Linked DNA regions of Sus scrofa: all the other regions are linked to region 3. Evidence: chromatin contacts called from public Hi-C and HiChIP or PLAC-seq data. All regions are on one chromosome and are shown on one strand. The core of a region is the stretch at or near the end of the contact, and the rest is flanking DNA. Distances in the headings are between cores, read along the strand shown.

Region 1 (3,963 bases), core at 1,219-3,718, 170 kb after region 3:
AATTAACCAGACTAGTGACAACTTAATGACAAAGACTATCCATATTCATATGTACTTGTCTTTGAACTAAATGATGGTAATTATATTATATTCACCCTGTCTGCCTCCTAATTTCCAGGAACTTAGAAAAGTGACAAAATAGACCCAGTCTCATGACCGTGAAGGTAAACAAGGGACTCAAGGGAGCAAGTTGCTTTTCATTTTAGAAAGACCCTGCTGGTAGTACAGTGGGACAGTGAATTGAAGGGATTTAAGGTAGAACCTGGGAGACCAGACAGGAGTTCACAGCAAAAGGCCAGGCAAAAACCTGATGAGAGCCTAGAATAAAGAAGGCAAAAAAGAAATATCAAATCATATATACCATACATATATATACACACATAAATATATATATACATACACACACACATATACACATACACACATAATGGAATATTATTCAACCTTAGAAAATAAGAAGATCCTGTCATTTGTGACAACATGGATGAAACTGGAGGGCATTATGCTAAGTGAAAAAAGCCAGAAAGAAAGACAATTACTGCATGGTACCACTAATAAGTGGAATATTAAAAAAAAGGAAAGAAAAGAAAAAGTCAAACTCATATAAATAGAGAATCTAACAGTGGTTTCCTGAGGCTGAGAGTGGACGACATAGGGAGAGGTCCCTTTTTACAAAAGGGTACAAACTTTCAGTTATAAGATAAATAAGGTCTGAGGATCTAGTGGTAACACTATATTGTATAACTGAAATCCACTGTGTAAAGCTTAATTCCCCCACCCCAAAAGGTCAGTATGTGAGGTGATGGATGTGTCAGTTCAGCGAGGGGAGTCTTTTTACAGTGTATATGTGAAATTATCATATTGTACATTTAAAATATCTACAATTTTATTTGTTAATTATACCTCAGAAAAGCTGAAAAATAAGTTGTAAAACAAGAAAGAAAAATTTAAATCAAATCACCTCAAAGTACAGATTCTATCCTTTACAATCTCTGGTCCCATCAAAGCAACGTGCATATCAGGTTTTACCTAATACAAGGGTTCTAACAAAATTACACTTACTAGGTTTTCCTAAGATAACAACAAAACAGATGTGCATTCTGAGAGCACCCACTGATAGATAAGCCTATCCTTCCAATCACTACCTCTCTAGCTTTTATGTACAGAACAGTGCTTCCTTAATTAGTGGGTACTAGTGACATTTAAGAACTGAGGATATGGGGAGGGGAGCAAAGAAACAAGATTGGCCACTGACTCTGAGAGACCCAGGCCATGCACCAAGTAAAGGAATCCACTCTCCTGGCCAAATGCCTGCCTCAGAACCTTAGCAGGAGGACAGAGGTGCCGTGTGCATTCCATTTCTTGCAAGAATCTAGTAAACTAGACTAGCTCTTGAGTAAATCCACTGGAATAGAAGACAGATGCAAACCACCGAGCTAAGTGACTTTTGCTGCCAAAAGGAAATGCACTTTTCCTGTCTTTCCAGCCAATGTACCTGTGAATCCAGAAACCAAGGATCATACTGTCCCTCAGGATCGAGTACTTAATAATAAACACATCTGGAAGGAAAAGCACCCGTTATCTTTTGGAGAAGCAGTGGCGTTTCCGCCTGGCCACTGAGCACCACCAGCGAGCTCGTGGCCACTCGGGACACCGCGGCACGTTGACCCGCCCGGCCAAAACCCAGTGCGCGCAAGGCTTCCAAACTTCCTCCTGCCGGCCGGGCCGGAGGTGGGGGCAAATACAGAGTGGCATTCTCCCCCGACACCAAGGCGGCGAGTGCTGGCCTCCGGGGCCCCGTGGGCCCCAGGAGGCTGCGGCGGGCGCCACAAGGTCACCGCCCTTTGCACAACCCGAGCCCGGACCGTCCCAGCGCGTGTCTCGTGACTCCTGGGCGCAGCAGACAGGGTTCTCAGCGGAAGCCGTGCGGCGCGGGTAAGGGGGGAGACTGCCCCGGAAAGGGGGAGAGGTGGGACCCCGGGCCCCGCGGCGCCTGGGGCTGAGTCGGGGCAGGTATTGGGCTGGGAAGGCTCCCTCCGTCCCAGGAGACCCGGCACCCGCAGAAGTTTGTCCCCGCCCACACTCACGCTTGGGGGACCTGCTCGGGCCCTAGCTGTGTGTGCCCCGGGCGGTGAACACACCTGAGGAGGGGGGCGGGGCGCCCTAAACGCAGCGGGAACCCCAAGAGCCTGCGGCCCCGCCAGCTCGGCCCACTTTCAAATACCCCGACGTGTCAGGGAAAGGGGAGGTTCCTTACCTCCGGAAGATCCTGGCCCTCCGGCCCCTTGGGCAACCCCATGATCCCGTCGGACCGCCGTGAGGCTGCAGCTAAGCCCACCGAGCGTCCAGAGGAAGCTGTCCTCGGCCCCAAAGCTGCTACCGGGGTGGAGTGCAAAGCGAGAACTTCCTCCGCCGCTACCGCCGCTGCCACCGCCGCCGGCCGGGAGCGCAGCAGCTCGGCGGAGCATGCGCACTGAGGGGGCTGGAGCAAGACGCGACTACGCCTGCGCCAGAGCTGCGGGCGAGGCCCGGGCCCAGGCGGGCTGGGGGAATGTTTTGCAGTGTGGCTCCCTGACGCGTTGTTCTGCGGAACCTTCGGGCCGGGGCTCTGTATTTTCCTCTGAGGTGCTTTGTGAAAGGACTACTTCTCTGTCTTGGGGAAATTTGGCATCCTGGCTCTCCTCTTTGCTTCTCACGGGCATCGGATGCTCCGAGTGGGTTCGGTCCTCTATGCTAGCCGGGCTTCAGCCCCCTTGCTGCCGGGTCAGTGTCCGAGCACTGATGAGCTTGCAGACGCAGACTGGTCCTGGTTTCACTCAGAGTAGGGTTGTCCCCTGATTAATGCTCATTTGGGCAAACTTCATATATGGACCAAGGAACCACGTCCCGGAAAATGGGTTCTTCACACTCGCTGCCTTCCCATTGTCCGAGCCAGAGCATCTTGTTCCCTGGTAAAACGTTGGGATAAATGACCTCCACCCTCACCTCCACCATCCCCAACTTCTGAGGGGAAGATCATCTCTGAGAATTTGGCAATGGTACTGACGTAATTTTAGCTACACCACTTGGGTGAAGCACCCCTTGTCTGCCCCAGGGAATGGCAGAAATGCAAGAATAGTGTCCCTGGTCACAAGCGCCTCGCACCTGCTCCATAATGGCTTCACCAGGCTTTTTTTTTTTTTTTTTTTTTTTTCCCCCCTCGTTGAAGAAAGAGGTGACGTGTGAAAACTTGCTGTAGAAAAGATCCTTCCCTGTGTGTGTGTGTGTGTGTGTGTGTGTGTGTGTGTAAGGTGGGAAGGGCAGAGCGGGAAGAGTCTATGAGCCCGTTGGGATCAAAGAAGTTTTTGTGTGCATGTGTGTGTGTATGTACCTTTCTGCATTCTTAGCAGCTTAAAAAGTTGGTACTCAGTTAATGCTTGTTCTTGAAAAAATGATTTGTGCCTTTTGTACCCTTCCTGGAGTTTATCCTGACAGAACAGAAATTTCTCTTGAACCAGAGTATAACAAGTGGTTGGAAGAGAATGACCATTTCCTTTTAAAATATAGTTAGTAAATATTGCTAATGAAACTGTGTGCCAACCCCCAGTCCCCAACAATTTGATGAATTTGAATATGCTAATTAAGGTATTATGAGAACTCATTTGCCTGTGTTGTGTGACATTTTGTTCTCAGACACTGTGAAGCCAGTGAAACTCAGGTGCTCTCTAATGAGCCCATTCTCATAACTTCCCAAATGTGTTATTTTTGTAATCTTAAAATTGTCCTTTCAGAGTTCCCTGGTGGCTCAGTGGGTTAAGGACCCGGTCTCTAGGGTCACTGCTATGGTGCAAGTTCAATCCCTGGCCTGGGAACTTCTGCCTGCTGCCAGGGGAAAAAAAAAAATCCTGTCTTTCCCTGAGATGGTATAGGATGAAGGGGACTAAAGGAGGATCATTTGTAGCCACTGTTGAATGACCAGACAGG
Region 2 (3,819 bases), core at 1,204-3,703, 250 kb after region 3:
AACATCAAATGCTTTCACTGACATGTGGAACCTGAAAAATAGGACAGACTGAGCTTCTTTGCAGAACAGATGCTGACTCACAGACACTGAAAAACTTATAGTCTCTGGAGGAGACAGTTTGGGGGGTGGGGGGATGTGCTTGGGCTGTGGGATGGAAATCCTGTGAAATCAGATTGTTATGATCATTATACAACTACAGATGTGATAAATTCATTTGAGTAAAAAAACAAAACACCAAACAAAAAACAAAACACCACAGTCACAAGCAAAACCAAAAGTAGTACTAGAGATGTTAATCTCTAGTGTTTTGCCTTCTAGCTACTGACAAGGAAATTGCAATACTTTTTTTTGTGAGGGATTTTTTAATTTGGGTAAGGCTTCCAAGTTCAAGGTTCTTAGAGGCTTAGTCATCAACCCTTGGGCAATAATTAATGTTAGTCTAACAATATCTTACTTAAGCAAGGCAAATAAGCGTTTGTGGGTGTTTATGTTAGCTAAATAAAGAAGTTTTTGTTTTCTGGTTTACCTTTGGTCCCATTCAGTTGGGAAACCAAACAACATGTAAGGTTGATGGAAATATCTTTTCTCTGAAGTCATAAATTATCAAATCATTGATAGTTTTTTCTATGAAAAGGACCTTAGAAATAATCTAGACCAACCCCTCATTTTAACCAATGAGAAAAAAAATCCTAGAAAAATGAATATACTGGATGTGACTATGCACTTGTTGGCCTAACATGAGGTTTCAAGAATCCTTCACCAGTATTCTACCACCTATATTACACCAGCTCAAAATAATCCAGAGTTATTCTGATTTCTCAGAGTTCTTAATCAGCTAATATCTTGGCATCAGGTAAAATGCAGTTTTAATGTTTCCATAATAACAAATATTTGGTCTAAATTCATGACCTTGAGATTCAGAATTCATGTCTCAATACATTCTCCATGCTCCATCTATTCTGTTTTTCCAACTCTGACTCCCACCAGAATGCACAGCCTCATCATATTTGCCTACCTATACTCAGTGCCTCCTTAAAGACTACATCATCCATGACAGCCGGGAAACTTAAGTAGAACACTGCAGTAGGAATGACCCTGTTGGATACAAGAACCTTAGGAACTGGTGCCACATGGTTCTTGCTTTTTAGGTCTTGTCCCTCCCTGCAGTCAATAAATATTGAAACTAAAACAAAGGTCTTTCAAGTTAAAATTTTCCTTAAGGATTTTCTTGAAGGCAATTTCTAAGTGTTTGAAAGCTTGCCTAGAGAAGACATGGCCTAGATGAGTGGGACTCAGGTTGTTTTAAAGAGAATCATGACAGATGTTGGGATATTTTGAGGTAATCCTCTCTTGTCTGGGTGCTTTTCTCTTTTCTTTTTAAAATTCCATTTCCATTCTGTATAATCCACCCACATTTTTTTTTTACTGGTAGTGTAAAAACCTACATAAGAGACTTAGTTACAGGAAACATTAGAGAAAACAAGAAAGGTCAGATAGATACTTGTTTGGAAGCATTCTGTTGCAAATTCAATTTCTCTTTCAATTTTCAGAAATATGTGTACCAATAAAAAGTCAGAAACATACAAACCCATCTATCATTTATCAGTTCAAAGTTAAAAAAAAAAAACACAAAGGAATTTCACCAACTAATGCTTCTTTTCAAATCTCTTAAGCAAGGATTCCAGGCCCAACCTTCAACTTAAACTTGCCTCAAGAACACAGTAACCTGACCTCATCCATATTATGGTTCGGTACTACTTCCAACCAACAAGGAATTATAATTTTATCTACTTTGTAATTTCCTTTTTGTATTTTGCATTGTACTTTGCATTTTCTCTACGTCGCTGAAAACCTCTAAAGCTCTTCCTATGAAAGCAACTGTACACAAATCGCTTTTGTCAAACTTGGGGAACGATTATTAATGAAAACAGGAAAAAATGCTGTGGGATGAAAAGGAGAGAAATATCAACTACGCTCTTTCTCGAAAGAAGTTATGACTTAGGAATGCAGGAATAAGGTAAAGAGCAAAGGCAGGCAAAAGCACACAGAAAATGAGAGTCAGCATCCTTAGCCGCAGCCCAGATCCTGGCTCAGAGGAGCGACGTGTGGAGAGCCTCGCCTCCCACAGGGTATGCGTGTGTTGCTGTGCGATTCCCTGACACGGCCCGCAGGTCTGGGCATTCGTCACAACCCTCTGCTGCCTGGTCAGCAAACAACAGCTGATTTGGTAGCCTCCACCACTAGGTAGTCCATGCCTGTAGCCGGCAGCTACGCTCAAGGAGATCGGAAGTCCTTTTGCCCCCTTTCGCAGGCTCACTACTCGGCGCCCGTAGAAACCGGAAGTTCTTCTGCCCCTATCTTCGGGAGAGCGTCAGCGCCTGCCGCGCAGGCGCAGTGAAGCTCAGGCGGAGTTACGTGAGGGGAGGAGGAAGCGGCGGAGGGGGGCGGGGGCCGGTCCCAGAAGATGGCGGAAACAGGGGTGAGTTGGGGGGTCTCCCAGGAAGCGCGAGTGTCTTGTTGTTGGGGGTAGGGACCTGAGGAAAGGGGTGGCTCTCGGTAAGAGGAACCGCTTCCGATTTTGCAGCCTGGGAAACCTGCTTAGCAAGTGCGAGGAGCCAGGACCATAGAAGGGGCCTGAAGGGTGAGGTGGTCTGCTCACCTGGGGTAGGGTAGGCGAGATCCGGAAGGGGACAGCGGGATCGGGGAGAGTTCCTAGGAGAGGCCGAAGCTTCTTGGACAGTGCTAGAGTATCGGAGCAGAAAGAAGGCTGGAGGGCGGCGGGAAGGGCGACCCCGGAGATTTGACGGGGTGGAGGTCGGCGAGCTCTCCAGCACAGAGCTGTCAGGATTTGGGGGTGAATCTAAAGGTAGATATTGTAGTAAGTTTAGAATCCGCCGACAGGTATGTTGATAATGGGTTGACGAACGGGACTTTGGTATTTTTGAATTGGAATTGGAAACCTTTGGAGTCGGTGTGTGGATAAAGCCAGAGAGAATGCTTGCCAGGAACTAGAAGTCGGTTGGTGATAGTTTTCTGGGATTTTAAGAGTTGGTCAGTGGAAGTGGCAATCGGGAAAAGAAAAGCACTGTGGGTGTGATGGGGGGGGGTGCTAAAACCTAAGTGATAATGGCCCATGTCCAGTTAGCGTTGGGAAAAAGTTAATAAGTTATGTATGTATGGTGTTAGCTAGACAGTCTAGGAAGACATCCCAGGAAGAGTTTACTATTTTGTAGGATCAGTGGGGAAATGCTTCAAGAAGGAATGAATAGGCTTGACAGCTGGTCCACTGATACTGGCTGGAGTCAGTATGGCAGTGTTGCTGAGGATTAGACACCATTCCAGTCTTGGGTGAAGGAGAAATGACAGCAGACAAGCAGTGGCCAGGTTATGTCTTCCAACTTTGGGGCTTGGCCTTGAGAGAGAACCATTGAGTGAAAAGGAGTAAAGGAGCCACTAATAGGGGCCCCACAGAGAAAAAAAAATAGCCACTACTCTTCCTGTTTTCTTCATTCTTTCTCTGGATGTTATATTTAATAGTGTGTTTTGTTATAGTTTTCAGTACATATCTGATATAAAGTGACCAAGCTGTGAATCATGAACATTTGGGAAAGAGGTTGATTCTTTTTAAACTAACAACTGTTGCTCTTATGTTTGGTGGGCTGAAAAGGAAAAGAAAAATGCAAATCATTAATTTTAAAGACAGCTTATTTTCATTGTTATCAGACAATCATTCCCAAACGATGGTTTTTGTTTGTGTATTTGTGTTCAAATACCTATTGCTTGGAAGTTGTTTCAGTGGCAAATGTAAACTTTGATTTT
Region 3 (3,920 bases), core at 1,178-3,677:
TCAATCTCTAAAATTAAGCAGTTTGTACACCTGAAGAGCATATGGAAGATATATTATTTGTTGCACCTAAAAGCAATGATGTGAATTTTAAAGTCATGGACCCAAGTGTGTAAACATGAGAATATATATGTATGTATATAGAGACAGAAATAGATATGTATGTCTATTCTGTGGTCTTTTATGTGATAGGTGTGGCTACACACAGGAAACGGCAGGAAACACAGGAGAGGCTCAAGAAAAGAAAGTTTATTATACTCATGGGTATCAGAAACAAGAGGCATAGGACACCATGCAGGACCAGTTGGGAAAGCACCAGCATTCAATACAGGCAGAAGGAGCAGGACCAAAGAGGACCCTAGGTCACAGCCTTTATTGGGTTTCCTCAGCAAAAGCAAGGCAAGGGAGAAGAGAAAGTTTGGGGTTGATGGGTTTGAAAAATTTAGGTGGGTTCAAAGCTATAGGAGTGTCCCTAGTTGCTTGGTACCTGGCTCTGGGATGATTAAAGCCAAGGACTCTTGTTTCTTGGGGTATGCAGGCCAGGTGGAGAAGATATAGCTCTGGATTCCTTACTTTGCACATTAAAGGCATACTCACGGTCGAATCTTTGCTATCTCTAAAAATTGACTAGTCTCTGGATGGGCAGTCTCACATCAGCCAGAAAGGGTTTTTTAAGATGTCAAAATGTCATAATGCATTTTTAAAAATTAAATAAAAACAATACAGTGTAGGAGTTCCCATTGTGGCTCAGTAGGTTAAGGACAAGATGTTGTCTCTGTGAGGATGCAGGTTTGATTTCTGGCCTCACTCAGTGGGTTAAGGATCCGGTGTTGTGGAACTGTGGCATAGGCTATAGCTGCAGCTCCAATTTGACCCCCTAGCCTGGGAATTTCCATAAGCCACAAGTGCAACCATAAAAAGAAAAAAAAAATGTTTATATATATGTATATTTAAACTGATAATATCAATTTTAACTGGCATATATAAATTGAGCTATATATGTCCATGTATATACATATATCTGTGTCTGTCTGTCTGTCTGTCTGGCATGGTTCTCCCAGGTGATGTTTAAATTTCTGTGCCAGTTTAAATTTCTGATTCATCCTGCCTAATCAGTAACAATTTAACCAAACCACAGTTTGCCTGGTTCTCCAGCCCAATTCAATGTTATTTATCAGTCAATTTATTTACATTGTTTCAACTTCCTCCCAAGTTTTCTCCCTCTCCATTCTCCCTCTCCATTGTCTAATCCCCAGGGCTCATGCCCTGTCACTCCAAGTGAACAAATTATACTAGCCTTCATTGACCCTCTGCTTACTGTTGGGCTCAATTTGATTACTGACAAAGGGAATTTGAGCCCATTGGGACCAATTCTTAAAGAAAAGATATATGACCTATCCTAAATATTTAAATGTTTGTAACAGTTGGTAACAGTTGTTTTTTGTTTGGTTGGTTGGGAGTTTTTTGTTTGTTTGTTTGTTTGTTTAATGTACCCACTTCCACACACAGCCAGATTGTAATTTCTGGCCTGGACTCCTAAAAGGTCTGTGGGTGTGAGATTTGGGGATTATAAATCCCTGTTTTTCAAACTGCAGCCAATATCTATAAATACTGAAGTAAAATCCATGTAAATGCATACTAATCAGAATATTTAATGGACTCAGAATTTAAGATGGAATAACAGTAGCAAAAGAAAAACAGTGAAACAAGAGTAACAAGAGTAGGTGTATTGCTTTGAGAAGTGTTGTTATATTTATGTGTGGATTACTGTGTCCCAAGTGACATGGAAAGTGTTTTCCTCACTCAAGAAAAGGGTCGCAGTTCCCGTCGTGGCGCACAGGAAACGAATCCGACTAGTAACCGCGAGGTTGCGGGTTCGATTCCTGGTCTCACTCAGTGGGTTAGCGATCCCCGCATTGCCATGAGCTGTGGTGTAGAGGGCAGGCATGGCTGGAATCCCTCGTTGCTGTGTCTCTGGTGTAGACCAGCAGCTACAGCTCCGATTAGACCCCTGGCCTGGGACCCTCCATATGCTGCAGGTGCGGCCCTAAAAAAAAAAAAGGAAAAAAAGAAAGAAAAAGAAAGAGAAGAAAAGGGTCAAACAAGTCTGCAAACACTTAAGTATCAATTTTAGGTATTACTCAACCTAAATCGTCCGGGATCCAAAGAGGGTAGGAACATTAAAATGGAGACTCCCTAAGGCCCTCTGCCTTGATTCTTTTCTCTACCCACCAGGGAAGCTCCAACTACCAAATCGCCCCAGTGTGCTTCTGGCTCCGACACAAGGGGAACCCAGTGCAGGGCCGGCCCTCCGCTGCCATAGAGGGCGCTGCAGAGTATACGTTCCCCAAAGGTACAACGGCGCACGCGCCGGGAAGCATTTCTGTCCGGACCCATTTCCACTGCGTCCGCCGCGCGCGCTCCTGTGACGCATTTCCGGCTGGCGGACTCTCGCACGTGTGGCCGGAAAGGAAGTAACGTCACCCGGGAGAGCAGAGAAGCCGGGTTGTGGCGCGGCTGGGAAGGAGCTTCAGCGCCAACATGTCTCATTTACCGATGAAACTTTTGCGCAAGAAGATCGAGAAGCGTAACCTCAAGTTGAGACAGCGCAACCTAAAGCTCCAAGGTGAGTAGCGCTGAGCTTCGCGGTGGCCGGGGTTGCGGAGGGAGCCTGCGCGTGGGCCGTGGCTCGCTGCGCGACTGCTGGGCTGGGGGACGCTGGTGGGGCGGCACTGCGGCCCCGACGTAGCCCTGGCAGTTCTCCCCAGGCCACGCGTGCTGTGGAGGGTGAAAAGGCAGCCTCAAGTCAGGTCCCATGCAGGTGCCGACGTTCCGCGTGGCCCCAGATCTGCCCCGTAAGGTTTGTGAACAGCAGTTTCTTCTTATAGAGTTCGGGTTGGAGGCTTCTTGAGTTCCAGGCCTCCGGCAGTGCTTCCAGATGAACCAGGTTGTCCCACTTTTACCATTTTCCTTTTGACTCCCTTACCACCTTCTGGGTCCACTTCATCCGCAGCCCCCGCTCCACTCAGACACGTGGAGTGTCTCTTCTCCACGCGTCTTCCTTTCACATTTCATGTCTGTATCGCTTCAAATCAAACTGGGTGTCAGTGTTTTCACAGAGCGATTCTGATACCTTTGCCCGCCCCTACTCACCTGCACGCTATCTTCAGTCCTGTAAAAATTCCTCACTTTCAGCTCCAAAAGTGTTTTCTGCACATGTATACGCATGTGCATACTCTCATGCTCTCTCTTCCTGTCATTGCTAACTTTCGGTTATAAATTTCTCAAAAGCTTCTATATATTTGCATCCTTAACAGAGACTTAACATAAACAGGATTCTGTTTGATTGTCGCTTTTCTTGACCTACCTCATTTGCAGTGCTAACTTCCTGACAGTAAGCCAGACATCCTGAAGTTATGTTAACCTTTTTAGGTCCTGTGTAAGAGTAAACCTCCTAGTTTATTATGTTGGTAATGTTGTAACATTACTGGTTAGTAATGTCGGGGCCACAATTCCTTACCCTAGTTTATTGTCTACAGAGACTATTTGATTGAAAGAAAATACCCCTGGAGGAGAGAACAGGGTTTGGGGATAATGTTTTAAAATCCCCTTATATTTTCATTTTCTATAGAATAACAAAGCATTACTAACGAATTCTGGGTAGTTAAAGGTAACAATTAAAAGATGGTGCTTTGTGGGAGTTCCTATTTTGGCTCAGCAGGTTACCGACCTGACTAGTTAGTATCCGTGAATGTTCAGGTTCAATTCCTGACCTAGCTTAGTGGATTAAGGATCCAGCATTGCCGTGAGCCGGGGTGTAGGTGGTAGACATGACTTGGACCCGGAGTTGCTGTGGCGTAGGCTGGAAGCTGCAGCTCCAGTTCACCCCTAGCCTGGTAACTTCCATACGCTGCAGGTGTGGC

What was found. A called contact is a pair of places that touch in the nucleus more often than the background predicts. HiChIP or PLAC-seq counts read pairs in DNA pulled down with a chosen protein or histone mark.
Region 1: a contact with region 3 is called in an H3K27ac HiChIP or PLAC-seq map of alveolar macrophages. The contact joins the promoter of CCDC93 here to the promoter of DDX18 in region 3. A contact is called at or near these places in 1 of 5 promoter capture datasets (liver), 4 of 47 Hi-C or Micro-C datasets (heart right ventricle, psoas muscle, retroperitoneal adipose tissue and 1 more) and 2 of 2 datasets of contacts at active chromatin or transcription factors (alveolar macrophages and skeletal muscle).
Region 2: a contact with region 3 is called in a Hi-C map of skeletal muscle, with 5 times the contacts expected there. The contact joins the promoter of INSIG2 here to the promoter of DDX18 in region 3. A contact is called at or near these places in 2 of 47 Hi-C or Micro-C datasets (heart right ventricle and skeletal muscle) and 1 of 2 datasets of contacts at active chromatin or transcription factors (alveolar macrophages).

What each region holds. Positions count from the first base shown.
Region 1 is chr15:23,591,278-23,595,240 of Sscrofa11.1, forward strand. CCDC93 (coiled-coil domain-containing protein 93) reads right to left here and starts at 2,469. Exons shown (of 24, transcript XM_001927273.5): 1 at 2,258-2,469. The coding sequence starts at 2,299.
Region 2 is chr15:23,674,276-23,678,094 of Sscrofa11.1, forward strand. INSIG2 (insulin induced gene 2) reads left to right here and starts at 2,454. Exons shown (of 6, transcript NM_001129968.1): 1 at 2,454-2,479.
Region 3 is chr15:23,423,247-23,427,166 of Sscrofa11.1, forward strand. DDX18 (ATP-dependent RNA helicase DDX18) reads left to right here and starts at 2,428. Exons shown (of 14, transcript XM_005654164.3): 1 at 2,428-2,623. The coding sequence starts at 2,539.